Linked DNA regions of Sus scrofa: region 1 is linked to region 2. Evidence: chromatin contacts called from public Hi-C data. All regions are on one chromosome and are shown on one strand. The core of a region is the stretch at or near the end of the contact, and the rest is flanking DNA. Distances in the headings are between cores, read along the strand shown. Region 1 overlaps GRIP1 (glutamate receptor-interacting protein 1). Region 2 holds the start of IRAK3 (interleukin-1 receptor-associated kinase 3).

Evidence for each region. Hi-C and Micro-C count contacts between places; a contact is called where the count stands out from the background.
Region 1: a Hi-C map of liver shows a contact between it and region 2, with 2.3 times the contacts expected there. The contact joins the enhancer-like site here to the promoter of IRAK3 in region 2. A contact is called at or near these places in 1 of 5 promoter capture datasets (liver) and 3 of 47 Hi-C or Micro-C datasets (alveolar macrophages, heart right ventricle and liver).

Annotation. Positions count from the first base shown.
Region 1 is chr5:30,726,613-30,733,295 of Sscrofa11.1, forward strand. GRIP1 (glutamate receptor-interacting protein 1) reads right to left here. Exons shown (of 23, transcript XM_021092918.1): 19 at 5,427-5,583; 20 at 3,411-3,522. Among named protein-coding and RNA genes, the nearest start is that of HELB, 85 kb to the left of the region's middle. Within about 2 kb of position 3,134, at least 3 of the 83 cell types and tissues checked have an H3K27ac peak or open chromatin away from gene starts, as enhancers often do. A contact at or near this core is called in liver, where this site is marked.
Region 2 is chr5:30,520,194-30,527,004 of Sscrofa11.1, forward strand. IRAK3 (interleukin-1 receptor-associated kinase 3) reads left to right here and starts at 4,511. Exons shown (of 13, transcript XM_021091960.1): 1 at 4,511-6,811. The coding sequence starts at 6,347.

The sequences.
Region 1 (6,683 bases), core at 1,884-4,383, 210 kb after region 2:
AAAGGAAGCAACTTGCCCAAGAGTCTGGGATTACAACCCAGCAATCTGTCTTCAGAACTGTTATGTTCGACTTCCAGGCTGTACTGATTCTCAGTCAAATATGAGGCTGTAACATATAAAACTGACCTTTTAGTAAATGGAAAAAAAAAAACCCACCTTATTTGTCCAGTGTGGATTATTCATATTATGGTTTATTTCAGATAAATCCCTTTTAAACTGAAACTTTTCTATTACTAGCTTCGTGGTAACATGGGGCATCCTTTTACCTTATGGTACTTAACTCACATATATCATTTCTTTGTTTAATCTACTCTAGCCAACAGTATCTGATGAGTGTTTTCTCTCCCTGATGACCATCCACTTTTTTTTACCTATTTGGACTAGTTATTGGCTTTGTTAACAAATTTATACTCATTTTTCATGGGATTAGCAGGAAACACGTTGGAAGTAGAAGAACTGCTACAGCTGAGAGACAACAGTTCTGCTTTGATAATCCTTAGTCACAACAGGAGTTATATAAGCTGATCTGGAAAGAGTTCTGATGGAAGCAAGGACATCTTATCAGTAGGTTTCCAGATCAAGTTTTCAAAGGATGGATTGATTGCTTTGTTTAAAGTAAACAGAATGAGTGACATCTCTGAAGGAATACTGACATTAAAACACAAACAGAAAAACTAAAATAAAAAAGTTTAGGAGTTCCTGTTGTGGCGCAGTGGTTAACGAATCCGACCAGGAACCATGAGGTTTCAGGTTTTAAACTTTTTAAAAAAGTTTAAAAAACTATTTGATGTTTTCTAGGATTTATTTTTGCTTCCAGAGTATGCATCACCTGTTTTCATTTTGTGCAACTCATAACTATACTTTTTGAAAATTATCAGTGAGATAACTGGTATGCATACAACTTAGAAGGAGTATGTTTTGTTTTGTTTTGTTTTTTTGTCTTTTTGCTATTTCTTGGGCCACTCCCACGGCATATGGAGGTTCCCAGGCTAGGGGTCGAATCGGAGCTGTAGCCACCGGCCTATGCCAGAGCCACAGCAGCGCATGATCCGAGCCACATCTGCAACCTACACCACAGCTCACGGCAACGCCGGATCCTTAACCCACTGAGCAAGGGCAGGGACCAAACCCGCAACCTCATGGTTCCTAGTCGGATTCGTTAACCACTGCGCCACGACGGGAACTCCTAGAAGGAGTATGTTTAAGAGTTTTCTACATGACATTTAGTTAAATCTTCTTCCGTGTTATACTAAGCAAAAAATAGTTAAGACAGTATGTATTCATTACTCAAAAAAGCAGAAAAAAGAATTCCTATTGAACATTGATTAAGTGCCGTGTTCTGTGTTAAGCGCCATATAAGAATTAGTCATTATAATCCCCATATTTTAAAGAAGAAATAGCTGATAAGAGAGATTAAGTAACTTGTCCAAAGTCATAGTCTGAGTTTTTCAGTGCTAAAATTGAACCTAAATTATTGCTAGCAATGGGGAAAATGATTAGTATAATTATCATTTTATTTCAATTTTAATCACTTTCCATCTTAGCTCGTCTTCTATATTTGTTATAGTTACAGTATGCTTTAACTTTTATACTGGATATAAATTTCATATGCAGGAACCTAGCTGCAATAATATTTTTTGCAGAGTAGCATTTACAATTAAGGGATCAAAGTTCATTGAAACAAATGAATGAATGGACTTTGTTCCCAAAGTGTGAATAAGATTCTAAGGATGTGTCGATCATTCTTCCTAGTTGAAAACTTTAATTTCTCTTTGGCTTATAAGTTCAAGCAACTTTTTTCTGGATGTATAATTTCAAGGGCCACACCTGCCTGAAGTGATGCTAGAGAAAATCTATTGGCTGCTGCAACATAACTTCTGTGCTGATGGATATCATTTTCATTAGGTAACTCAATCTCTGGGTGAAAACAATCTCAGTGTATTAATTTTCACATGATCTTCATCTTACCTAATGGAAAAGAAACTATGAGAAGAATAACTGCTTCTTCAAAAGAGAAGTATTTCAAAATGCCAAGTGAAAAAGACATATGAGCCAAAACACGCTTTTAAAAGCAGAAATAGGTTCAAAAATTGGAAATTGATATCCTTCTTCAGTTTGGGCCTCTTCTGCAGAGCATTCTCCATACAGGAAGCAGTAAAAGTTTAAATAAGCCAGCTGATACTTAAGCATTCTACTTTTTTTGAAAGTCGCAGGAAAAGAAATCAAACTGCTAACATCTTGAGTCATTTATATTTTAAAGGATTATCCATCTCCAGGTCCTTTAACTGTGCTCTGAAGCTGAAGTTCATGCCAGGTAATACCATGATGTTTACAAATTCAAACTAATAGTTTTCTTTATAATTCTCTTTGCAGATTCACAAACATTAGACTCACATAAAATATCCACACATGCAATTGAGAAGCAAAATAATATCAAGATGAGTCATCATTTTTAGAATTGCAAGAGTCCACCCAGTTAGGCCATTCACATTCCTTATGGTGACTTGGGGACCTCATACGACATCAAAATAAAAATGAGACTTTTGCCACTTTTTTTTTTTTTTTTTTTAAACAGCTCAGAAAATTTAAAAGAACATAAAAGGAAACAGTCCGGGACTTCCCAGACCAAAGCGTGACTACCGTCAGCAAATTTATGGGTTTGATTAAAGAACTCACCAGGAGTTCAGCTATTATACTCCATCTCTCTGCAGCTCCTTGAATTCACATCAAGTTAACACAGAATCAGGATTTGCAATTAACATCAATGTACTGTGGAATATTTTGACTGCTTATCAGACTGGCCTTTATTTTTTAAATTTAAATTTTTTTTTCTTTTTTTTTTTTTTTTTTTTTTTTACCAGCTGCATTGTCGTCTACTTTTAGGGCACAATGACATGAAAGAAAAATTTCCTCTTATGTTCCTCTTCACGATCAAATTAACGTCTCTACCAGGTACAAAAGAAAACATGCCAAAGAAACCTTTCGAAAGCAAATAAGAGAATGAGAGACACCACTGCTGGGAAACTTAGCTGGCCCCTAGCGATCCCGTGGCAAACAGGTACAGTCAGGGTTAGCAGGGAGCAATGGCAGAAGCCACAGGTCAGTCAGCTTGGGGTGGGGTGGAAATGGGGAAATCAATACTTTCAACTGCATTGGGTCAAATCAAATCACTGTCTGGAAGGCAAGGGGGCAGGGAAGGCAGCTGCACAAGCAAAAAGATAAACAGAAAGGGTAGCTACCAAGAGAGTCATGTTTCTCAAAGACACACGCCTGTCAGCTTTCTCCTGTGGAAAGGGGTTAAAGCTTTTAAATGAACTGGTGTGATCAATGCAAACTCAAAAGGACCAAAAGAAAACGAAACAAAAATGAATGTAGAAACAAGAAAAGTTAAGTAGCAGGACTGAGGCTACCTCGAGTTCTCTCAGGATTCCTGACTGTCCACAGGTTTCCAAATCCTCCAGCGCTTGGGACCAGAAGTTCTCCTCTTGCTCGGCCTCTGTGCTGTCGGGAGCCCCTGCAAAACTGCTGTCAAAGAGCACAGGCTGCGTTAAGAACTTGCCAGACATATTTTTTCCCCCATATCCAGAATCTCTCTCATCTCACACACACACAATAGAGATTCATTTTGGAGCTGGCTCTGCTCCACCTGTGGCTTCCAAGACAGGCCAGTTCCAGTGGAAGGAAGCTTTAGGGAACTCAGTGTTGCAAAGACCATGCAGTGTCTGCAAGGACCATTGTCTTTCTCATGGAATTTCAGAGAAGTCACGGCTACTGCTGAATGGGACTCTTTCAGCTGCTCTATCTACAGGGAAAAGAGAAACAGCCCTCTTCTTTGAGAGAGAAAAATATGTTTTCCCCGCTCCTTCTAAACATCATTATAGATCAGTTAAGTGCTATGGATAGGGATGGAGTAGGCACAGGCAGTTGTAGAAGACCCAATAAGGGACCACAGAGTGAGAGGGAAACCTAGGGGACTTTGGGAGATCACTGTAAGCTAATAACATCTCGAGACGACCACGAGAACAAGGTAGGCTTGTGTCACTAGTGGAGACTTGAGATAAGCCTCAAGTCATTGGGTAGGGGATGGGGTGAGCCTGCATTCAGATTCAGAGTTTGAGGACCACCCTTCTGCTGATTTGAATACACTCCTTACCGGATACTAAGGAGGGGCTCCTACTTGAAGAAAGAGGAAGAGGCAGTCTTTTCAGTTCCCAACTCCCCTGGGATGATGAAACTGTAGCCCACCGGATCCTGGGGGCAGAGCCTCCTTGCCTGCCCGCTTGCATCTCTCGAGAGTGTCCTATCCTAATAAATCTATTTCTTGTCTATCACTTTGTCTCTTGCTGAATTCCTCCTGTGCGGAGGCATGGAGAACCTGAACCTCAGTGAGTCCAGACACCGGGTGACTGATTCTAATTTAAAACTGCAGGTTCAAGTCCCAACCTGGGTTCTAGCTAGGCTTAGGCTATTAGTGCTGTCAGTTTCAGCTATCACTTTTTATGGTCTTAAAATACTTCAGTAAGGAGCAAACTGCTAAAATAGACCTCTCAGTTAAAAACATGGGACTCCCAATTAAAAAAAATTTTTTTTTGTCTTTTTAGGGCTGCACCCACAGCATATGGAAGTTTCCAGGCTAGGGGTTGAATTGGAGCTGCAGTCACCAGCCTACGCCACAGCAACGCCAGATCTGAGCCGCGTCTGTGACCTACACCACAGCTCACAGCAATGCCAGATCTTTAACCCACTGAGTGAGGTCAGGGATCGAACCCGAATCCTCATGAATACCAGTCGGGCTCATTACCGCTGAGGCACAACAACTCAAAAAAAAAAAAAATTTTTTTTAAATGTAAGTTAATGTGAAACTACCTTTAAACGAAAGAAGAGGAAATTAATCATAGAGTGAGGACACAGTTTACAGACGATTTTCCCCATGTGCAACTGTGGTTTTCTTTCTTTTATCTTTTTTTTCTTTACACAGCTACACCTGCAGCATATGGAAGTTCCCAGGCCAGGAGTCGAATCAGAACCGCAGCTGCCACAGCAACATGGGATCTGAGCTGCAGCTGGGACCTACACCTCAGCTTGTGGCAACATCTGATCCTTAACCCACTGAGTGAGGCCAGGGATTGAACCCATGCCCTCCTGGATACTAGCCAGGTTCTTAACCCACTGAGCCACAACAGGAATTCCCTACTGTTGCTTTCTTTAGGGGAAGCTGAGCTCTTGCCCTGCTGTGTGGGTGTTGGCTCTGGCCGGGCAGGCCTGAGTCCTAGAACCCCGCCACTGGGCTGGGATGGATAGTTAAAGCGGCTTCATGCGGGGCTCCCAATGCTACCGGCAGGGACTGCTGGAAGCAGAGAAGTTCACATCTGGCTCAAAGGACGCAGAAGCAGGTGGGATAGGGCAGCAGCTGGTAAAAACCTTACCCACTGACTGTGGATCGGTCCCAGTCTTCATTACTCAGCCCCACATCTGGGTAAGTCTGGCTTCGCGGCTTGGTGACCGGGGACAAACTGCCCCTCTGTTTGGGGCTCCTCCAGTCATAGGTATTGAAGTTGTAACCTGAGGCCTGAAAGCCAGTGCCTGAAACAAAAACAAGGTATTAGATTCCATTTTCGTAACTAGTCTTTTTCTTGAGGTTTCCATTAGTTTGTTTGAGGAGGCTGACTTTTACTGAATTCGGGATCATAATTAAGTCTTATGAAAGACACATGCACACCTATTATCCCAACTGATTCTAACAGCCCTAAGGTAAGACCCTTAGACTTAAGCAGGAAAGCCCAGCGCTGGGCCTGTGCTTATATGGCTCTCGTATCCTCTGTTCAGTTGAGAAATCTGCTCAGCTGGGGATGTATCCAGACCTGTATCCACCCCTTCCTAGAGCAAGCTCTAGAAAATCAAAACCCTGACTTTCCTGCCCAGACACCCTGAGTCCACCTCCAGAGTGTGCGAGGGCTTCTAATCCAAGTCTGTCCTTTTTTCTTTTTATGGCTGCACTCATGCTATACAAAAATTCCCATGCTAGGGGTCAAATGGGTGCTGCAGCTGCCAGGCCACACTGCAGCCATGGCAACACTGGTCCAAGCTGCTTCTGCAACCTATACTCCAGCTTGTGGCAACCCCGGATCCTTAACCACTGAATGAGGCCAGGGATCCAACCTGTATCCTCACGGATGCTATGTCTGGTTCTTAACTCACTGAGCCACAATGGCAACTTCCCAGGTCTGTCCTTCTGAGAGTGGAACCTGCCACCAGATGTGTGTTCCAGGCCCAAGGAGTGGCCAAGGGTGCTGGTTGCATGGGTGTGGACCGTGCATGGCTAAGCTGGCTGGGGCCCACAGACAGCCGAGATGGGCCTGAGGATCACTTCAGCCACTGAGAAATTACACTGCTAGGGAGCAAAGGGGTCAAACAACTACAGCAACAGCAATAACTGCAATTGACTATGCACCCAGAACTTCATTAAGTGCTTAATTTGTATCACCTTATTTATTCTTCATAATGGTCTTTGCAGGAGGGTACCATTCATTATTTGCATTCAAGTACCTAGGGGTATCTGCAAAATTTCCTGAAGGTTCCAGACCTAATTTCAGGAAAATCAATCTTTAGCTTCTCAAGTTCCACACTTAACATCTTCCCCAAATCAGCCCCGCTGAGAAAATTCTGGGGGCCTGAGATTTGTT
Region 2 (6,811 bases), core at 3,261-5,760:
CATAGAAATAACAGATGAAAATGAGGTTATATGAAGTCTCTAGGAACTGGAATAAAAAGATCCAAGAATTCAGCCTGTGGGTGCATAGTATAGACCAGAGGAGGAAACAAGTAGGAAAACAGAAGAAACAATTAGGAACATAAGAAGAAAATACCAAGCATCATCATAGAGGGAAAAAAAAGGCAAAACTTCAAGAGAGATGGTGTGATGAGGGCCTAATGATATGAAACTATCAGAATAAGCCATTTGATCTGAAAAATTAGTAATAGCTTTAGACTCAAATATGCTGGATATTTTCACATACAGACCTTTTACTGCTTTCATCATCAAGGCACCAGATTAACATCCAAGCCTTGGAATTCCTGTCATGGCTCCACGGAAATGAATCCAACTAGGAACCATGAGGTTGTGGGTTCAATCCCTGGCCTTAGAGCTCAGTGGGTTAAGACTCCGGTGTTGCCGTGAGCTGTGGTGTAGATCACAGACACAGCTTGGATCTGTCATTGCTATGGCTCTGGTGTAGGCTGGTGTAGTCTGGGAACCTCCATATGCCGCGGGTGTGGCCCTAAAAAGAAAAAAAAAAAAATCCAAGCTTTTACTTTTATTTTAAAAGTTCAGAACAATGAAATAAATTCAGTACAAGAACAAGAAGAACTATGACCACTATGAAAGACTGGAAGATGTGGATAACTGATTACCAAGTACTGTTAAGATATGTACCCTGAAACCTGATGATGGGACATAATTTCTGGAACTTATGTGCAGAGGGTTTGTCGTGAACTGGTTTGTGTCATCCCCTCCACACCAATTCATGTGTTGAAGTCGTAACCCCCAGTACTGCTGAATTTGGAGAAGGGGCTTCTAAGGAAGTAATTAAGGTTAAATGAGGTCACAGGGTGTGTTGGAGAACGGAGGGGATGAAAAGGACCCACTGAACTAAGAAGGCATCTTGGGACTGAAAAATGAGTCAGGAATCCCCATACAAGGGATGGATCAATAGATTACAGGGTAACTTACTCACAGAGTGGGATCAGTTGGACAAGAATCTGGAATCATTCAAAACTGCATTCCACAAAGCTGAGGGGCCACTGGGGCAATGTTATAATTAGCTTAAGTGCTTAGAAACAGGACGTGCCCTCCTAAATCAAGATTTATGATGAGTATCTAGTCTTGTGGGCCCAGAGAATACATCAGCAACAGTCTTCTTCATTGTTCAGGGACTGAAAGAGTATAGAGGCCACGTAGACCTAATGATCACTAAACAATTTCTATTAACTACAAAGCCATTGATGACAAAGAAGAGATTTACTGCTCAGCACAGTTCCCAGGAGGGTCACTGGTTGAACTGAACAGGCCCAAGATGGCCCAGTGTGCCAACAGCCACACACAAGGTGGAACTGGAGCTGCAGCTGCCTACGCCACAACCATAGATAGCAACATGGGATCCGAGTCACATCTTCGACCTACACCACAGCTCATGGCAATGCCAGGTCCTTAACCCACAGAGCAGGGCCAGGGATTGGAACCACATCCTCATGGATACTAGCTGTTGGGTTCTTAACCCCCTGAGCCATGACAGGAACTCCAGGTTTTGGAGGCTTTGATGCCTGTGCTTAGCTGGGGCGTGGCCACTGACAATGTCATTGTCACCCTGGCCTTCAGTTTTCCTCAGTGTCTCTGTTCGTCTTTGCAGTACATTAGTCTCTTACCTCCAGCTGGGATAGAAAAACGTCCTTCTTCTGGTGTCCACAATTTGGTGAGGGGGAGGGTGGAGTTGGGGAGTATCCCATGGCAAAGGGCTGGGTCACATGGTGAAGGATTCTGAGGTTCCACAACAGCCCTCTCTTCAGCAGAAAGCAGGTATGCTGGCAGTGGGTAGGGTGCGGTGCAGGGTCTGGGGCTGGGTGGATTCTAGGGTACTCTCATGCACAGCTAGAAGTTCACACTGCTTCCACCCATCCTGGCAGAATCATTCTCTACTAACATTTACTTTCTCTCAGGGGCCCTGCTGTCTCTCTCCACAATCCAGTTTCCATGCCCGTCTCACATTCCACAGATAGCGCTGTATATATACACTTGAACTCCAGTTTTGGATGGAGGAAGCTCGTTTCCTTCCCATAGGTTTTATAGGCCCTCGACAAATTAGGGAGTATTACCAAATGTCTCTTCAGCGAATCAGTTAGAATGCATTTAGCTGCAAATGACAACACCCCTGGTTTAAAAACTGACTTAATAGGAGAACTTATGTCATATAATTACAAATCCACAGGCAGGATATTCTCTAGGCATAGAACAAATGAGTTGGCTAATGATCTTATCAAGGGTCTGTTTTTTTTCTCTCATTAGACCATCCCCAGGACTCACTTCGTTCTAATAGTCATCTCTGTGTGGTTGCAAAATGGTTCCAGAGATGGCCAAAGCTGCTGCCTGTTCTTATTCAGATCAAGAGAGAAAGAGAGGGAGAGAAATCTGAATGAGATTTGGTCTCCAGAGCCATAAATTATTATATTATAAAATCAGTATTCTTAGGATCATTGCCAATTCCAGTCACTTATTGCCAATTCCAGTTGCATGCCAGCCTGAATATGAGTACATGGACCATATAAATTTTAAATATGGAAGTCAGGGTAGACAACAGTCACATGGTAAGAGAATTCCAGGCAAGAGAGTAGCAAGGACAATTGATCTAATGTGGGATTCTGCCTGGTGTGTTCCAGGATCAGCAAGGAGTCATTGTCGCTACGCAGAATGAACAAGGAAACACCATCAGAGGGTAACAGAGTGGAGGGGGAGTGGGAAAGAGAATGCAGATCATATGAAGAGTTTGATCTTTCTTCTGAGTGATATTAGAAGCATTGTTGGTTTCTGAACAGAGAGCCATCATCAGATGTGATTTGAAAGGCTCAATCTGGCTGCAAGGTTGATTAAAGCCTGTAGGAGGCGATAGTGAAAGCTTTTAGTTAGGAGACAAGGACAGTAACCTGGACAAGACCGGTGATGGCTCAAACCAGAGTGGCAGTTGTGGAGGTGGAGAAAAGCATCATCAGATTCTAAATGTATTTTGAAGAGAGTCACCAGGATTTGCTGGTGGATTGGACATAAGCTGTGAAGAAGTGGAGGAGTCAAGGATGTCTCTTCTCTCTATAGTTTTTGCTTCAAGCAACTGGAAGGATAGAGTAGATGAGGAAGAATGTCAAAGGGCAGGTCCAGGAGGCATGATCAAGGGTTTGATCGTGGACCTGAGTCTGAAGCTCAAGAGAGAGGTCTGGGCTAAACATGGGTATATGGCAGTCCTGGGAAGATAGTTGCTATTTAAAGTCTCAAAACTGGCTTAGATCACCAAGGGAGTGGGTGTCAAAAGAGAGAACTATGAACTGAGCACTGGGGCATGCCAACACTGAGTTATGGGAGAGCGCCCAACATTATAAATCAACTATACTTGAATAAAAAATGTTTTAAAAGTGTTCAGGGAGAATTGGAGGACCCAATGAAGGGAAGCTGAAGAATAACAAATGCAGCAAGAAAAAATGTAAGAGAATGTGGAAGACAAATGAAAAAAGTGTCCAAGAAGGAAGAGGTGATCAACTGTGACAAAAAAGTACTGGTAGGTCAAATAAGATGGGGACTTACTTGACTATCTTTAGTAATGATGTGGAGATAGGTGACCCTGAAGAGAGTAGTTTCAATGGAGTGAGGGACAGATGGCTTTAGTTACAGTGGGCTTAAGAGAAGATAAAAGGAGAAAAATTAGAGACAGAATAGTCAACCCTTTACTATAAATAGGAGAAAAGAAATGGGATGATTGTGGCATCAAAGAGGAAAATGGCATCAAAATTTTTTTTGGTTTGTTTTAAGAAGGAAAAAATAACAGCATCTTTTCATGCTGATGGAATGGATCCAGAAAAGAGAACTGATGACTTTGCAGAGCATGAGAGAAGATGGGATCTAGTGCCCAAGTAAAGGGATGAGATTTGGGAACCTTGATAATTGATCCACAGAAAAGGGAGGGGGAGGATGAGAGTGTATGTTGACACAGATGATAGTAGGTAGGTTGATGTGGTAAGATTCTGCAAAAGTTTTTCCTGATGCATCAGTACTCTTAAGATCATCAGCCAAGCCTAAGCATGAGGGAGAAGTTTAAGAGATCAAGGAGAAGAAATTGGGCATAAACGACTTATCAAGGAGATCAGCAGAATAAATGAACTAACAGCACTGGTGTTACTGCCTGGCAGCATAAAGGACCCACTTGAGAAACATGGCTTTGATTTTATTTATTTATTTAATTTTCTTTTTGTCTTTTCAGGGCTGCACCCACGGCACATGGAGGTTCCCAGGCTAGGAGTCAAATTGGAGCTGTAGCCGCCGGCCTACACCACAGCCACAGCAACGTAGGATCCGAGCCACGTCTGCAACCTACACCACAGCTCACGGCAACGCCAGATCCTTAACCCACTGAGTAAGGCCAGGGATGGAACCCGCAACCTCATGGTTCCTAGCCAGATTCGTTTCTGCTGCGCCACGACGGGAACTCTTGATTTTAAATTGAGTCCAATTAAAAGATTTTTTTTCCTCCCCACTCCCTCCCAGCTATAATCAGGTGTGTGTGTAGAGCCAAAAACTGGATTTTATCAGGATGATAGATTTGCCAAGAGTTCAACAAAGTGAGGGGGAGCAAGAGAATAGAGAGCATATGCAAGGGAGGGATTAAAATAATTGAGTATAGACTTGATGGATAAAGAGAAAAGTGAAAATGTCCAGAGGGTGGGGCCAGAGAAAAGTTGGCAAGATTTTGGATTTGGAATCCTGGTGGGGGGGTAGGGGTTTGGGGGGTTAGAGTACTAGAGGGAATGCACTAGAAGGATAGGATAGATGTGATCAGAGAGCAGATTGATGAAATAGAATTCACACGTGGGGTGCAGTTATTGCCAATGACAAGTTCTAGTGGACGAGTGAGTGGCTGAAAAAGGACGGAGGACAAAACCACTGAACAAGACAAATCAAGGAACTTAAATAGTTCCTTGTATTAGAAAGATCATCATTTATCTACATGTATTTTAAGTCACCAAGGATTAAGACAGCGTTTGCACTTGAAAGAATTACAGTAAGCAGGAGCTATATGGTCTAAAAATGAGGAGGCAGAATTGAGGAGGGGGAGAGCAGTGGATGACCGCAACAGTGAAGAGTGATGAGTGATACAACCTGATGATATAAAATTGAAAAGTCAAAGGCAGTTTCAGGGAGGGAGCATGATCTGCTACTAACTGACAACAATGAAAACACAAGAATATGCAGTCTATAGAGATTTCACATAATCAGGCTTTCACATAAAATTCTTGCTTCTCTGTAAATCAGAAGATCTGGAAAAGCAGGTCTTGCTGACGGATTCACTCAGCCACAGTGATTTCCTAGCTCCTTTGCGTATTTGAGTTTGGCTCCCCTGTTCCAGCAATTCAAGTACTTAATTGCCTCTGTGTTGCTCAGCTTGTACAAAGCAGTATAAGGTAGTCCCTTTGAGGGGTATAGGGCTTCCTAAGCGTGTAGAGATGGAAAGGAATTTGAGCACTGAAAAAAGGGATATAGAAATTCTCGCCCAAACGATATTAGCTTTACCAATTTCCAAGTATACTTTGTGGAATACTTTGGGTGAGAACGACTAGGAAATTTGAGCAGGTAGGAAATGATGGTGCATCATCACTGTTGACCTCTAGGGCGCGCCATCCTCCCAAGAGTCCGAAATCTGCAAGGTGGCCAATAGGTGTGGCTATTTTTCAGCTGATAGCCATCATCCCACTTTTCATTCCTTTAGGTTGGGATTCTTTTCACCACTGAGCATCTCCTCTTTTTGTCAGTAGTATTTGCATCATGTCTGCGGTGGGATATTACAGCATAAACAGTGGAAGATTTCAAAACAATAGCCAATTTTACTTAAACTCCCTGTTTAAAGCAAGAGGAAGATCCTGTGAAGCACTTTGAGGAAGGAAAAGATGGTTGAAAAATGTTTCATCAGGAAAGCCCGGGGAGAAAAGAAGGTGGTAAAACCAAACAGCAGCATGGAGAAGGGACAGCCTCGTGAAGAAAACGTCCACAATTTTATTCCACTTTATTCTCTCTTCTGTTTTTCCGTTGTTGGTATCCAGGTCCATCTCTTCCAATAATCATTAAGACATGCACATTTATCTGTTTAACTTCGGTGAAAGTTGGGAGGGAAAGGTGCCAAACGTTTAGAGCAGTTGCCTTCAGCTGAATGAGGCTGTAAGTCATTATTTTCCTCTTTCAGTTTTTCTGGGTTTTCCAAATGTTCCTCAAGGAACAGGGTAAAACGAAATACGTTTTTTAAAAAGACGTCATGACAGGTCATCTCATATCCATCCAGGCCAGGCCGAGAGGGTGGCGGACTCTTCATCAGTTCTGCGCTTCTGGTTTTTCTCCAGCTCTCACTCTTCGCTTGGCCTCGTCTGGTCACGTCCCAAAGCCGCAGGAGCGAAAGGACTGTCGAAAACTGAAAGCCCGCGAGAAGGCAGAAGCCGCGACCGGGCGAAACCGCCGCCGAGCCGGCGTCCGCGGGGGCTCTCCCGGGAGCGACGCTGTGCGTCACGGGGGGCCCGCCCCCCGCGCGGCCGGGGCTAGGCGTGTGCGGCTGTCTTGGCCGCCGTCGTGGAAGCAGGATTTCCGCGGTTGTGTAACGGCAACGCGCGGCCGCGGAGAGGCTAGCGCTCCCCATCCCTCCCCGGCCTGGCCCCTGGTCTCCAGCGGCGCAGCCATGGCCTGGACGGCGGCGGGGAGCGGCGGGGCCCGCGGCGCGCTCTCGGCG